Linked DNA regions of Mus musculus: region 2 is linked to region 1. Evidence: chromatin contacts called from public promoter capture Hi-C data. All regions are on one chromosome and are shown on one strand. Each heading gives the region's core, a stretch centred on a gene start, on an enhancer-like site or on the middle of the called end of the contact. The rest is flanking DNA. Distances are from core to core; before and after follow the strand shown.

Evidence for each region. Capture Hi-C pulls out chosen DNA fragments and counts their contacts.
Region 2: a contact with region 1 is called in a promoter capture Hi-C map of adipose tissue. The contact joins the promoter of Ppp1r3b here to the promoter of Mfhas1 in region 1. A contact is called at or near these places in 6 of 484 Hi-C or Micro-C datasets (CD4 T cells, the HL-1 cell line, cardiomyocytes and 3 more), 1 of 115 datasets of contacts at active chromatin or transcription factors (memory CD8 T cells) and 2 of 9 other capture datasets (adipose tissue and liver).

The regions. Positions count from the first base shown.
Region 1 is chr8:35,583,973-35,591,381 of GRCm38.p6, reverse strand. It overlaps Mfhas1 (malignant fibrous histiocytoma amplified sequence 1), which reads right to left and starts at 3,593. Exons shown (of 3, transcript NM_001081279.2): 1 at 24-3,593. The coding sequence starts at 3,009. It overlaps Gm16793 (predicted gene, 16793), which reads left to right and starts at 2,362. Exons shown (of 3, transcript NR_040376.1): 1 at 2,362-2,544; 2 at 6,770-7,054.
Region 2 is chr8:35,373,333-35,380,741 of GRCm38.p6, reverse strand. It overlaps Ppp1r3b (protein phosphatase 1, regulatory subunit 3B), which reads right to left and starts at 4,080. Exons shown (of 2, transcript NM_001364452.1): 1 at 3,989-4,080.

The DNA.
Region 1 (7,409 bases), core at 2,344-4,843:
TCCCAAACACCCTCTCTGCCTACCTGGGAAAGCGTGTGGATTTGGCGACCCTCTCTTAAGGCACTTAGAACAGAGGATGTGCACAGTGTAGTGCAGTCCAGGCCATTCCTGAAGTAGGACATTCAGTTCCTCTACCAAAGGGGTGATGGCTTGCCATGCGGTCCATATATTTGGTAGTGACGCATGGCTGGCAATGGACAGGGTGTCGGGCTGCAGAACCCCCTTGGCAGGTCTGTAACTCACCACCACGGGAACTTTCCCTCTATATGCAAAGATCTGAAATTTCCCATCCGACCTGTGCACCACGTGACTGTTGATCTGGACACTGTAACGTGCGAACAATCCAGGTGGAAAGGTGAAGGGAAAACTATATTCGATCTGTAACTGTTCAGCCACAAAAGACTGCCCGGCTAGGTTGGTGCCATTAATCCAGGCCTCTGCATGGGGCACCTCATTCTGCACGTAGCATGGGAACTTGTACCATGCCGCGGAGCCATTCAAAGGCTTGCCTTTGGGTTTATTGAGGCAGTAACAGAGTCCCATCTTCTCCAACAGCTCCAGCAGGAGCTGCAAGTCCTGTTGGGCCTGGACATGAGGCTTAAGCAGCAACCGAATGATGTGGGCTGGCAGAAGCCCATGCAGCAAAAAGCCTTCCACATAATGATGAAGCTGGGTGGCCCGGAGTGGGTCCTGACCCGGGCTGGGCACTGCTATAGTGGGGAAACTTTCCCCCTCCCCCTCCCCCTCTCCATTGGTCCCTAAGAGCAGTTTATGCAGCAGCAATGAAGCATCTCTCTGGAAAAAGACATTGAGGATGTCAATGAGGCGGGTGAGGTTGTGGAAGACATGCTCCTTGAGGGCTGGGCTATCCTCAAAATAGAGCAGTTTGCCGCTCTCGTGCAGGTAGGAAAGAGCACTCTGGAGCCGGTCCTCAGTCAGACCTGCCTGCAGGCCCAGGCGGGCAGAGTCCCACCAGCTCAGCCACAGTCGTTGTGCCTGAGGTGGCTGGAAGTGCAGTTCCTCCAGTACCTGCCAGGATCGAGGCAGGACTCGGTGTAAGTTGGGAAAGATTTCTCGGTGCTCAGCTACAGAGAGCAGCTTGTCTCGAAGGCGTTGCAATTGGAGGGGGTCCCGGCAGCTTACGGGCAACACGGGAGAGAGGATCTGCAACCGGTGGTTAAGCAAGTATTGAAAATGGGCCTTGCGCCTCCGAAGGTTCTTGTCTGAAACACCGTAGTAGGCTGCGTGAGGGCTGGCAGAGCGCAGCTCGAAGTCCCGAGCCAGGGCCTCATCCACCACCTTGGCTAGATGGCTAAGGCCCTCTGCATCGTTCTTCTCCTGCAGGGCAATCTGTCGGTGAATGTCCAGACATTTCTCCTCAAGCTCCCGCTCCCCACACAGGTCCGCATGCGTGCCTACAATACACACCACAGCGTGAGGCACCCGGGCCCCCACCCGATGCAAGAAGGAGCCCACGGTGGTAGGGAAGCAGCGAGGTTCATAGGTGGCCAAGTTGACCACGAGCACATACAGGGCTCCAGGGGAGAGGAAGAAGGGCTGTATCACCTCATAGCTTTCATCACCGGCTAAGTCATACACAATGAACCGCAAGCCCCGGGAAGCATCCGCTGTCCAGCTGGTCACCTCGATGCCCTTACTACCAAGGGGAGGGAAAGGTAGGTAGCTCTTCTCCTTGTCCCCTCCACCTTGCCCTCCCTCCACTTTGTCCTCGGTGAGGCAATGTCGAAGCAGGGTCTTTCCTGCAGCCTTGTGGCCCATCAGGAGCAGCTTGAGCCGGGGCTGCACGGCTGGCTGCGAATGCGCCAGTTCCTTCTGGTAGGCTGCGATGTAAGGGATCCCCTTCATGCAGACTTCGTAAGGGGGCTGAATCAGTGGGTTGTCCTTGATTTTCCACAAGCCTACCCGGGAGAGCTGGCCAAAGTTGTCCGGCAGCACAGCGATCTGGTTGCCCTGGAGCACCAGCTCCTCCAGGCCAGTCAGCTCCACAATGGAGTCTGGCAGGTACCGGATGCGGTTATTATCCAGCCACAAGGTGAGAAGCCGACCCAGCCCGGCGATAAGAGAGGGCACTGAGGTGAGCTGATTGCGACTAAGATAGAGCTCCTCCAGACCAGCCAGGGGCAGCAGCGCAGCAGGGAACTCCTCGAAGAGGTTGGAAGAGAGGTTGAGCATTTTGAGCCTCTGCAGACGGCTGAACTCGTCGGGCAGAGCCTGGAGCCCGTTGTTATCTAACATGAGGCTCTCCAAACTGGCCAGCTCGCAGAAGCCTCTGGGCAGCGTGCCAAGCTCGGCCCCGCTAAGCCAGAGGATCTTGAGGGCACGCAGGGCACTGATATCCTCAGGTAGGCCTCGCAGCCGGTTGCTGGAGACGTCGAGCTCCTCCAGGGCAGCCAGCTGCAGCAGCTGCTGGGGAAAGGCGGTGAGCTGGTTGTGGTCCACGTCAAGGGTCCGAAGGTGGTTGAGGCAGGAGAAGGAATCTGGCAGATGCGCCAGCCGGTTGAAGCTGACATCCAGCTCCTCCAGGTGGGCGAGGGCACCCAGCTGGGCAGGCAGGGCTGGCAACTGGTTGTGGCTCAGGTTGAGTTTGCGCAGCTCCCTCAGGGCGCTCACCACCTCGGCTCCCAGGATGGTCAACCGGTTGTGGCTGACGTCCAGTTCGGTAAGGTGGTGGCCTAGCTCCGCCACCGCAGGGGGCAGCCGGGCAAAACGGTTCCTGCGCAAGACCAAGACGCGAAGGCTGCCCAGAGCTGACCCCAGACCTTCAGGCACATCCTCGAGGCCGTTGTTCCCCAGGTTCAGCACCTCAATGTCCCCGATGTTGGCCGGCAGCACCAGCTGGGGGGCGTCGGGGGACTCCAGTGGGTCGCCTCCGGCCCCTGGGCAGCTGAGCGTGAGCTGGCGCAGGTTGCTCCGCAGCTTCCTGGCTCTCAGGGCGGCGTCCCGCCACAGCCTCACCGTCTTCAGGTTGCCACTGTCCTGGCCAGCCATGGCGGGGCCCCGCGCCGACAACCCTCACGCCGGTACCGGAGCCCGCAGCTGCATGCCGCGCTGGACTCCGGCGGGCGCCCAGCCCCCGGGCCCTCTAGCTCCCGCTGCTCCCGGGCCACCACCCCTGCGCGGCCGGCGGCCGTGGGTCCTAGCGCAGCCGGTGGCGGGCGGCAGCGACGCAGGCAGGTTTGAGGGGCTCCGGGCAAGCGGCTCGGAGCTGGGCTGCGGCCGCGCAGCGCGGCTCGCATTCTCCGTGCTCCTGGGCCATGGGCGCGCCGGGCAGCAGGGCCGCCGCCCGCCGCGCCGCGGAGGATGCCTGCTCCTCCTCCAGCTCCGCCCGCCTCGCCGAGCCTCGGTAGCCGACTCCAGCCCCGCTACCCTCGCAGCGGCGGTCCGGAGGCCGGCGGCGTCACCTCCGCGAGCTGCAGGAGGAGGGCGGCGCTCGGCTCCGCGGCGGGCATGCTGCGGGCGCAGGGCCGGGGAGCCGGAGGTGAAGGCGTCTCCTTGTCTCCGTTTCCCCGCGGCTCGGGCGGGAGCGCGAGCGCCGCGTCCCCGGCGCTTGGAGAGCGCGATCGGGAAGCTACAGCGCCGCCCGGTGGAGCGGCCCCCACGTGACCGGCGGAGGCGCCGCTTGTTCCCGGCACCGCCCCTGGGGCGGGAGTTGCAAGTAAGCGCAGGCTTTGGGGTTTGGGGGGTCCAGCTACAGTGGGGCCGGCGACGTGGACTTCGCCCTGCGCCAGGCGCACCAGATGCGGTCCTCAAAGCTGATGTGGGACTCCGGGGTCTCCGGGTTGGTTTCTCCTGCATCAGGTTCTTTGTTGGTCCTGGCCTCTAAGGATTTCTTATTCATCCCTAAGCATAGGATTTAGCTGGCTTTCTTGCTCATCCTTCCCATGCGCCATACATCCACACCTCTATAGAGCCGGCAGAATTTAAGGACCTGGGTGTCCAAGGAGCTTAGAACAAGAGGGTAGTTATAAAAGGCAGATGGGGGAAAAGCAAAGAACCTTTTAATCCATTTGATAAGTTAGTTATTGGGGACTATTTGTACTAGGTCAACCGAAGCCTAGTTTTCAGCTCCCCTGGTTTGAGCCAGCACATCTCAGGCCTGTTGTGGGTGGCTGGGGGTTGGAGGCCATGCAAGATGTCTTAAGTCTGTACTATCCCATTTAGCGCCACAGCCGAATGCAACATGCTACATCTTGAATCCGACATTCCCCGTATTCTGTGGATTCAAAGAAATGACCGTATTATCAGACACATTTTCGCTATTGCAGGGTTCAGTGTGGGCTTGTTTCCATTGAGAGGAAGTTGGTTTGAGATCATATCTATACTCAAGTAATCTCCGAATTTATCAAAGCCGTGAAACCTGTCAAGACCGCAGAGATCACCTCTACCACTCCTTTCCAGTTGCTTAATCACTTTATCTGAGGAACACCGACAGGCAACAACTGGTTGAAAAGGACAGTCACTTTCATCGAGGGTGTGGTCACTGATAGCTTGCCAAAGCTCCAGCAGTTGGCTCCATACCACGATAATAAGGGCAACACAAATTAGACTCAATTTGCAAGCAAACAAGCTATCCTTCCATTGTAACTGTCTTCAGAAAACTCTTCTCCATTTGTCATTAGATAATCGATCATTTTGTTTATCTGCTTAAGAGAGCTGAGTAGTGCCTGGGACCTGTCAGCTTTTAGGCATGCCCCTTATCACCCCGGCTATAAAGGAGGTGAGTTTGCCTGCAAGGAACAATCCTCTACTTGCAAAGTCCTGAAAGATCCCTATGGCTAGAGTGATTTTTTTCCTCAGTTCTAGAGTTTGAACCCAGGGTTTCCAGCATGTGAGGCAAGAGGCAAGGTGACTTCTGGGAGCAAAGTTCATACTGAGCAAGCTTGGGAAAAGCCTGTACAAGAGCCCCTGAAGCTACGCATGTTCCTGCAGGCCTGTCACTGCAGCACCTGAGGGACTGAATGAAGCAAGAGGGTTTAAAGTGTGAGGTCATGGTAACATTAACTTCTTCAAGCAAAGAAGAACGTGGAGTTCTTTGAAAGCCAGGCTACTAAAAACTAAAATGTTAAATCAGGAGAAAGAATATTTTAAGTAATGGGAGAAAGGAAGAAAGGAAAGAAGGAAGTGAGGAAGGAAGAGAGTGAGGAAAGGAGGGAAGGGGGAAGGGAGGGAGGGAGAGAAGGGGAAAGGAAGGAAGGGAATGGAAAAGAGAAGGAAGGAAGGAAGGAAGGAAGGAAGGAAGACGGAAGGAAATGGAAAAAGGAAGGAAGGAAGGAAGGAAGGAAGGGGAAGGAAGGAATGCAGGAAGGGAGGGAGGGAATGGAAAAAAGGAAGGAAGGGAAGGGAAGGGAAGGGAAGGGAAGGAAGGAAGGAAGGAAGGAAGGAAGGAAGGAAGGAAGGAAGGAAGGAAGGAAGGAACTAAGTTCAAATAACTTCTGCCATGGATACTCATCCTGACCTCCTGAGCCTATGCTCCAATTCTAAGTGGTTAATTTTCTGTTGTGTCTAAGGGACATGCCCTCTCCACATTCTAGAACATTCTATATATGACCTTAGATTTCAGGTGTCGGCAGCCTCCAATCTGGATCTAGAGCAGTGTAGTTTGTGACTGGGATTTCCTCCATGGCCCCCACACAAAAGTCTTAGTCCCTAGCATGTCACTATTGGGAGGTAGCCAAAACATGAAATAAGCCCTAACCAGAGGAAGTTGGGTCATTGGGTTGTGCTCTCAAAGAAACTAGTGAAACATCATACCTTCCACTTCCTCTTTAACATACCAGGTGGCATGAAACAAGCACCTTTCCACCATATGCTCCCCTGCACCCTTCCACCCGCATGCACCCCGCTCTGATGTCCTGCTTTGACAGAAATTATAAAATCCGGACATGCTAATTGATCCTGGAGTGAGCCAAGATCAAGGTTTTTATTTGTAAGTCCATTAACATAAATAGGATGAGGTAGTACCTTGTGCTCATTAAAGGGAATCAATCATGTGTAATTATATATATATATATATATATATATACATATATATATACATATATATATAAACATAACAATTTTAGGGTTGTACAAGGGGCATTACTAGCTGTGTGCCCACAAGGCTTCTCACTGGTGTATGAAACTAAGGTTAGGACAAGCAGAACCCACATCTGTGTGTGTGTGTATATATATACATATATGTGTGTGTGCATGCACATATATATATATATATATACATATACACATATACACATATACATATATACATATATACACACATACATACTAGCACATTTATATATTTAGGTATGTAGAATATGGGCCTCTATAGTTACTCCCACATCCTGCAAATGGCAGGTTTCTCCCATCTCCCTTTTCCTAACACAACTGACTCAGTTTGGCAAACACAGATTCTGATTATCAGAAGTTCTCTTGCCTTGGATCCTTACCCAACGTCATGGATCCAATCCGCAGACTTTCTAAAACCTTCCAAGTGTAGGCCTTTTAGTTAACTTGTCTTTCTTCCTCTGACACTGTAGCCCCTGAGTATAATAGCACCACTGAGCTGCTCTGTGAGTATGATAGCATCCCATGCATAGAGCCTTGGCCTAGAGTTTAGGGTGCACAGTCTTTTCAGGGCTGGAAAGAGTCAGGCTGTAGACATGAGCCTCAGATGACAGGAGTCCCTAGGCATCCCAGATAAAGATCTTCCATTTACTTATCTGTCAATACCTGCCTGAATGAAGGAACAGTGTGCTCTTATCCCTAGCTAAGACTGGCTACAAACTCCAGCTGAATGTTCCTGTCCCTACACATCTTTCCTGTATTCCATCTTCGGCATCCTTGACTCTCCTCCATCTTGACAGATCTTTGACTCGCACCCAAGCTGAAGTTTCACTGCCACCCATGTGACCTTGTACCTCTCCGAGATCTCCACCCTTATCATATCATCAGCCTTACCCTCTCAAAGGGCACTTCACCATTTCCTCTCCTGTGAATATGCATTGAGATGGGAAACTTCCTTTGGATGCTGGCTTCTTCTCGGGTCTCTCAGGTATGTAGTGTCATATTACAGTTTTCTTTTGTTTTGTTTTTTGTTTTTTCAAAAAGAACCTGGTAAGGACAAATTATTTCCTCCCAGGGATTAAGTTTGCAATTGGAGTAAGTGCTACCAAATGACTTTCACACAGGGAAGACTAACCAGGATGCCCTGTGCCTAAGATGATGGGAGCACCCCAGACATCCCAAACAGACATCCTCATTTATGTGTCTGTCAATACCAGGCAATACAAACAGTTTCTTAACTCCGGACTTAAGTCACCTGCCTTTTCTATTTACATTTTTCCACCTGCATTAAAGAGGCATGATTCTAAAAATCAGCTAAGTGCACTCTGCCTTGAAATTTTAGT
Region 2 (7,409 bases), core at 2,831-5,330, 210 kb after region 1:
TGCCTAGCTATTTTTTTTTTCTTGTATTGTTAATGTGAAAAAGAGCAGACAGAGTTGTACACAAATACCAGATATGAGAGAAAAGATTATGGATATAGAAATTGTGTAGAGACACAGTCTGCTCTTGGTTTTGTTTCCCATGGAATCAGCTCTTGGTAGTCAATTGTGGTTCAAAAATATTAAGATGAGAATTTCATGAGTAAGCAACTAATGAGTTTAAATTGTGCGCCATTCATTCTGAGCTACATGAGGCCAGCCCACTCCTTTCTTCAGGAGCCAATTGCCCCTTAGCCAACATAGCCATGATGTATCCATTTGCCACCAGCCCATCAGGGACTTTTTCAGCCATCTCGGGTATCAGACAGTTGCAGTCTCAAGGTTGCTCACTTTATTTTATGACCCAAAAGCACAAGAGCGGCTATGTAAATGAGGCACTTGGGCATTTAACAGGGAGATGACCTCTGGAGCTGTGTGGGGGTGGGGGTGGGGGGGATACTGCAGAAAGGAAATTCAGAGTACTCGGGGCTTGTGGCTGCCTGGAACCTTGTTACGTATGTGTTGTGGGTAGGTAGCAGGGACCATTTCTAAGGTTAAAAATGTCAACCGATGCATATAACATGCTTCCTTAAAGTGTTTCCTGCTTTGTGTTTCCTTATGTCTTCTAAAACAATACTGCTTCTATGATCAGGAAGAAAAAAACGAAGCTTAAGAAAACTTTCCAAACCGCTCTGACACCTCACTAAAGCTGTCTGCTTTTTTATTCTCCTTACAAAGGCAGATTTACAGGACACTTAACAGTGGTCTCAGCTGAAGAAGCTAGTGATGATCAAACCTGGATTCAAATCTCAAATCTGGCCGGGTGGCGCTCGCTTTTAACCCCAGCACTTAGGAGGCAGAGGCAGGCAGATTTCTGAGTTCGAGGCCAGCCTGGTCTACAAAAGTGAGTTCCAGGAAAGTCAGGGCTATACAGAGAAACCCTATCTCGAAAAACAAACAAAACCAAAAAAAAAAAAAAAAAAAAACCAAACAAACAAACAAACACAAAACAATAAAAAACGAGAAAAGGGGGGAGAGAACAAGCCTCCCTCTCTCCTCCTCTCCTCTCCTCTCCTCCCCTCCCCTCTCCTCCCCTCCCCTCTCCCCTCCCCCACCCCTCCCCTCCCCTCTCCCCTCCCCCACCCCTCCCCTCTCCTCTCCTTTCCTTTCTTTTCCTTTCCTTTTTTAAAGATGCATTGGTCTTATGGGTATAAGAAGCCTGGTTATCTTGTTTTGCCTCTGAATCTGTGCACTTTCCCAAGTGGCCATGGCTAAGGTCTGCTTGTACCCGCAAAGCCCATATCTCACTACTTCCCTTCCAGTGAAGGAAGTAAGCCAGAGAAAAAGCTCCAGAGAGAATTTGCTGGGTCTGGTCTGGTCTGGTCTCAGGGCTGTGCACACACAAGGCGGTTCCTAGAGAGGGAAACTCTAACTGAACTAGCTTTACACACGATCAATGGGCTGACCAACTCAATTTTTTTTAAAGGATTCATAACTTAACAAATTGAGTTATTCATATCCACTGCAAAATGTTGTTAGAAATATTCTTCCCTTTTCAACTTTAAGGTAGGTATTTCTTATTCTGTTTAAATATGCATTAAAACTGAACACCAGTTGCATAATGGCATGTGGTCCACATTCCCGACTTCCCCACTGCCCACCCTTGAAAAGCTGGGAGTGAATGGGGGAGAGGTGTTCACCCCTGCTAGGCACTTACTTCCTCCTGACTTGAGTCAGCACAAGGATTAGAGTCCCTCTGCAGGTCCTCCAAGCTCTGGGACCAGCCTCAGGCATGCCTAGCAAATGCTGAAAGGTTTCTCTGAAGCAGCTTGGTAGAAAATGGTGGGAAATTCTCAAGTGGAGGCGGAATACCAAAGCATGCTAAAGACTCTGCTGCCCACTTACCACCCAGGAGAGCACACTCTTGTGTTCTAGTCCCGCAGGCTCGGGAGCTGAGGCCATTGGTGAAGTTGTACTATTGGAGCCTAGCATGTAAACTCACCATGGCAGCTCCCTTTATTATTAAACTGTAAGAACGAGCTGAATTGACGGTGGAGAGACAAGTTTCTATTCAGAGCCTGAGCTCAGGAGACAGTCCCAATAACATTTTCAAGAACTTTTTTTTTGCAAGATTCTTCCATGAGAGGCAAATGTGAGTGAGGTTCTTCTGATAGCCCAGGAGTTACCACTGGGACTCCTGCCCTGCGGAATTGCGTAAGCAGTCCTGGCTTGGAAACCCTTCTTTTTTTCCCTCTGGGTATCATCATCATTACAGGTTAAGGACATTTACCCTTGTGGCCTCTATCAAGGGTGCGATGTGGCAGTGGGTTGTCCTCACAGAACATTCCAGCTTTTATTAACCTCATGCTCATCCAAGAACTGGTGTAGTAAAGTGCTTGTGTGAGTTTAGCTTTCCTGACTCTCAGCTATGGATGTCTCAACAGGACTGTGACAGTGATGATGGCCACTTAGAAGTACTTTCCAGAAACCGAGACAGTCCACCAATAGTTAAGTCCCCTAAAGGAAGGCAGCTGGACAGGTGCTTGAGGAAACATCTTCACAGCCACACACTCGTGTATGTACTGAAGTCCTTATTCTGTCTCCAACACTGCCCCAGGCTTTCCTTCTACCGAGGAAACAGGCAGTAGCAGAGACCACCGATGCACATTTGAGCCGGTAAAGCGACACAGGACCTGGACACAGTTGCAGGACAGGATCCCAGGAGCCTAAGGAGCTGTTTCCCAAGAACAATCACACACCCTGCTTTCACGTGGGTGCCTCAGAAGTCAACTGCCTCTGAAGAGAGCTTGGGCCAGGTTTGGGACGCTTGCAGAAATACCTTCTGTGTCCTACTGAAATAATGTGGTCTTTCAAGATGCTGCCAGCCTTAGAAGGCCAGTAATATTTCTTTTAAGCTTGACAAGTCTGAACAGAAAAACAAAAACAAAAAACCAAAAAAAAAAAAAAAAACCAAAAACCAAAAAAAACAAAAAACAAAACAAAACAAAACAAAACAAAAAAAACCAAAACCCACAACCTGCCTAGCTTCAGGCAGTTGAGCGACTGAGTTTCTGACTGAGACCTTCTTTCTGCAACTCTTCCTCGCTGATGTCAAAACCAAGTTAACAATAACCCACCGCAACACTACATTAGATAAATATCCTCAACCAATTCAAGACACCACCATCCACTCCTCCCCCCCCCTTTCAGCAAATCTCGGTTCTCTCCCCAAATGTCTAGCTGATACTTTTATATGTATGAAGTTGACATTGGCCCCCTTTTGTATACAGACCCTAATTATTACAGTTTTAATGTATACACCCCTCAATCCTTGAAGAGAAATGTTTTTGAATAGGGCCGCATAATGAGCAGTCAGGTAGCTTTGAATGAGGCAGCCCACACCAGCTAATAAGGGCCAAAGACAGCAAGAAGCTCAGGCCTAAGAAGGCCTCTGCCCAGCTGAGCTTTAACAAACGAAGAACTCTCCGGGTTTAAGGGTTTCTTCTGAGGTCACTTGCAGCTTTGACCTTCAAGGTTGCTAATAGGGCCCCGATGCTTCTCTTTCTACTAACTTTCCCCTAAATGGCCCTAGTTTACTTCAGCTGTCTCTACTTTCTCCCTGGCTCCTGGACGTTCTTGCCAAAGGGACCAGTTCCTTCCCTGCCTAGGCTGAAGAAGCCTTTCTTTCTCCTGGACCCGCAAGCTGAGACAGGGCCACATTCCAGCAACTCTGCAAGTTCCCCCACTCAAGTCTTTTTCAACTTTCTCTGTTTCCCCGTGGGCCTGCCATCCCCTGTTCTGAAGCTGCCGTCCGGTTCAGAGCCTCTCCTCTGGGTTCAAAACGGTAGCTGTGAACAAGTCCCTGGGGGAAGGTCAGCGAGTCCCCATCCCACCAGACACAGGGTGTGCCTGCACCCGCCCTCGCCCCAGCTTAGACTGGGTCTGCACCTACCTCTCCCGGCGGCGCCGCAGCCGGGGCCGCTGCTCGCTGGCCTCATGGGAGAGCCTGAGAGAAGTGTCAGGGTTGATTGCTGCCACTGAACTACGTGAGCGTCGGGGTGTCCCGGGGGTAGGGCCTGGGCTTAGTTCCCGGAGACGAACAAGGAGGAGGAGCCCAAGTTATCACATCAGGGCGGGACCTGGCGGCGGGACAGCCCAGATGGGGGCAGCGCCTCGCGAGCACCCCCACGCGGGCTGCCCCGTTCCCGGGTGGAGCTCGCCTCGAGCCCATTGCCTTCCGAGACCCGAGACGACACAGCGTGTGCCTCTTGCCTGTGTGCAGCAAAAGGAGATCTGAACCTAAGTGGGGAGTAGTAGGGACTGGTCCGCACTACTTGATGGAGTCAGGGCTGGGACACGGGTTTCTCGCGTCTATTTCGTAACGGGAAACTGAAGCCCCGGGAGCTTGTATTTGGACTCCAGATTCTGCCACAAAAAACTAGAATTATCTTCCAAAGTGTCACATCTCAGGTTGGGGATGTGCCACGTTAGGACTCGAGACATCCTTTCTGTTCAGGACACGTTTCGCAGGCTAACTCGCTTAGGGATCTCGGGGGTCCCCTCTAGGCTCCATCCCAGCTCCGGTGCCTGAGATGTTTCTGCACGCTGAAGCGACAAGCCACCCGAGCCCAGCTAGGGGATTCTACTACCTGGGAGTCAGTGTTAGTGGGACAAATGGTAAGTGTCGGAGAACTCCCCCGCGTGCCCCTCACCGCAGATTTCCTGGCTCTGGACCTTGAACTAGAGGCTTGAGGAGGTACGTACCCGGTACCACTCTTGAGTACGGAGGGGAGACCCTTCAGCCCGCCCCACCATCTGAGCTGGGTGACAGTGACAGCAACCACGACGGCAAAAGTGGGGCAGGCACTCGGCTTGGTCCACGCAACAGCAGCCCTCTCACCTGCTCACTGGATTGCAGCACTCTGGATTCCAGCTCCAGCAATCTGTGGCTCACTTTAACTTTCCAGCCACCTCTCCCCACTAAGGGTGCTATCCAAGACCACCTTACCCCCACCCCCACGTGAACGCAGGACTCAGCCAATGAGCTTCCGGGACATGAGCCGCAGACCAATAGCTACACTTGGGGCGAACAGCACTCTACCACGTGATCTGCAGTGTGTGGCGAGTGACAGGGCTGGAGTCCAGGATCTGGGAAGGGGACAGCGGGTCACAATTTCATCAGGAACCGGGGTACCCATGCCAAGGGGTGGAGGCGATTTCCTACGGTAGAAGGTCCGGCTGTAGAGAGACGGACTGAGGAGCACAGGCTGTGTGCAAAGTTCCCCACTGCTAACAAAGTTCTAGCTAGATGGTAGACTCCCAAGTGTGGAAGGCAGTGTTGTCTTTCCTTTGGCCCCTCCTTCTCCCGCCCTCTTAGGACAAAAAGCCCCAGGGTTCACAGATGGCCATGACCTTCTCAGAATGCCCAGAAGCAAGTGTTCTCTCCCCATTTTGATTTTATCTGCAGCAGTAGTGTCCCAAGCATTCACTGGATCTTGCTTTTGTGGCTGTTACTCTAGCAAAATCTTTCCCTTAGCGATGTTATCTGGCAGAAGAGCATGACTCTCATGCTCACAGTACTGCACAGGTGAGAGAGGATTAGTAAGGTGGGTGTGTTTAGGAAACAGCCTGACTTCGGTCCATACAGTAGCCTGGAGTTCTATACAGGGTCTGAACACTTTAGGAAACAAGGATTCCTCTTGGGAAACCTATGGCCCTGAGCAGCCACTTGAGTGAGGTAGGCTCATGGTTTTCTACCTTTAATGACTAGTGAAAATTTGGGAAGTTGCTAATTGATACAGGATTGCCAACTTTACAAAGTGTTAAGTCAACACACTAAAACAAACAAATCTACCACCCGCCCTTTCTGTTTTGAAACAGCCTCTTATTACATAGCTCCAGCTGATCTCCAACTTAACCCTGTAGTACAGGCTAGCTGCAAACTCATAGCCTTCCTGGGTTATAGGCACGCACCACCACTTACTGACTTTTTTTGTTAAGTTTTTGGTTTTTTTGGTTTTTTTGACAAGGCTTTTGTGTGTAGCCCTGGCTATCCTAGAACTCACTCTGTAGACCAGGTTGTCCTTGAACTCAGTGAAAGAGAGAGAGAGAGAGAGAGAGAGAGAGAGAGAGAGAGAGAGAGAGAGAGAGAAGAGAGAAGAAGAAGGAGGAGGAGAAGGAGGAAGAGGAGGAGGAGGAGGAGGAGGAGGGGAGGGAGGAAGGGAGGGAAGGAAGGAGGGGAAGATGGGGTCGGGGGAGACACATGGCTACTGGGTCCAGTGGAGAAGGTTGATTGTAGATGTGAAGGAGAACATAGCCATAGGCAGAGACATCTGGGAGAGTCCAGAGCAAATGTGACCCTGAGCTAGGCTACGTGAGGAGAGGAGGGAGGGGAGAGGAGAGACCAAAAGACCAGGAGGATAAAGGGTAAATGAAAAGACTCAAGTAACAAAAATGCCTAGACAGCTTTTATAGGGAAGGGCAGCTTGGGGAAGGGCAACCCAGTCCCTGGGCTGAGAAGTTCTGGTTGGGGTAGGGCATTAGAAGAACCTAATGACCATGTTTCCTTTGATATGTTAAATAGTCACCTTAGTTAGCCACTTGTTCCGGGTTTAGATCTAATACTCAGAGATCTGCCTGCCTCTGCTTCTTGAGTGATAGGTGTGTGTGTCACCTGGCCCAGCTACCCCTGACTTTAGAAAAGTATTCTTGCTTTGAGAACAACAGGACACAAGAAGATCATTATTCATTAACTCCTATTGGATGCATTTAGACTTATGGAAATTGACTGTTTAATATGATTTGGGGGCAGTTTACACTAAGGGATATAGGAGCAGCTTTCAATATGAGTAGACATGCAAGTTTATAACACTAATGGGTTATACTCATCTGATACAAGTGTAAGCATCCCCAGCCCAACTATCAGGGGGCCTTCCTCTCTTCCTGATGGGTAAATGTATAAAGGGCCACCTGTGGATCTGCTATTGCCAACTGAAAATCCCCTTGCATTAGCTAAAATTCAAAAGTGAATAAAGCAAAGTTGTATTAGTCAGGGTTCTCTAGAGTCACAGAACTTATGGGTTGTCTCTATATAGTAAGGGAATTTGTGGATGACCCAAAGTCTGTAGTCCAACTCCCCAACAATGGTCAGCAGCAGCTGTGAATGGAAGTCCAAGGATCTAGCAGTTGATCAGTCCCACAGGCAAGCAGGCGAAGAGAACAAATCTTTCTTCTTCCAATATCCTTATGTAGGTATCCAGCAGAAAGTGTGGCCCAGATTAAAGGTGTGTACCACCATGCCTGGACCTAGGACTTGCTTTCTCCAGATGACCTTGAACTCAGAGATCTCCTTGCCTTAGTCTCCTGGGATTCAT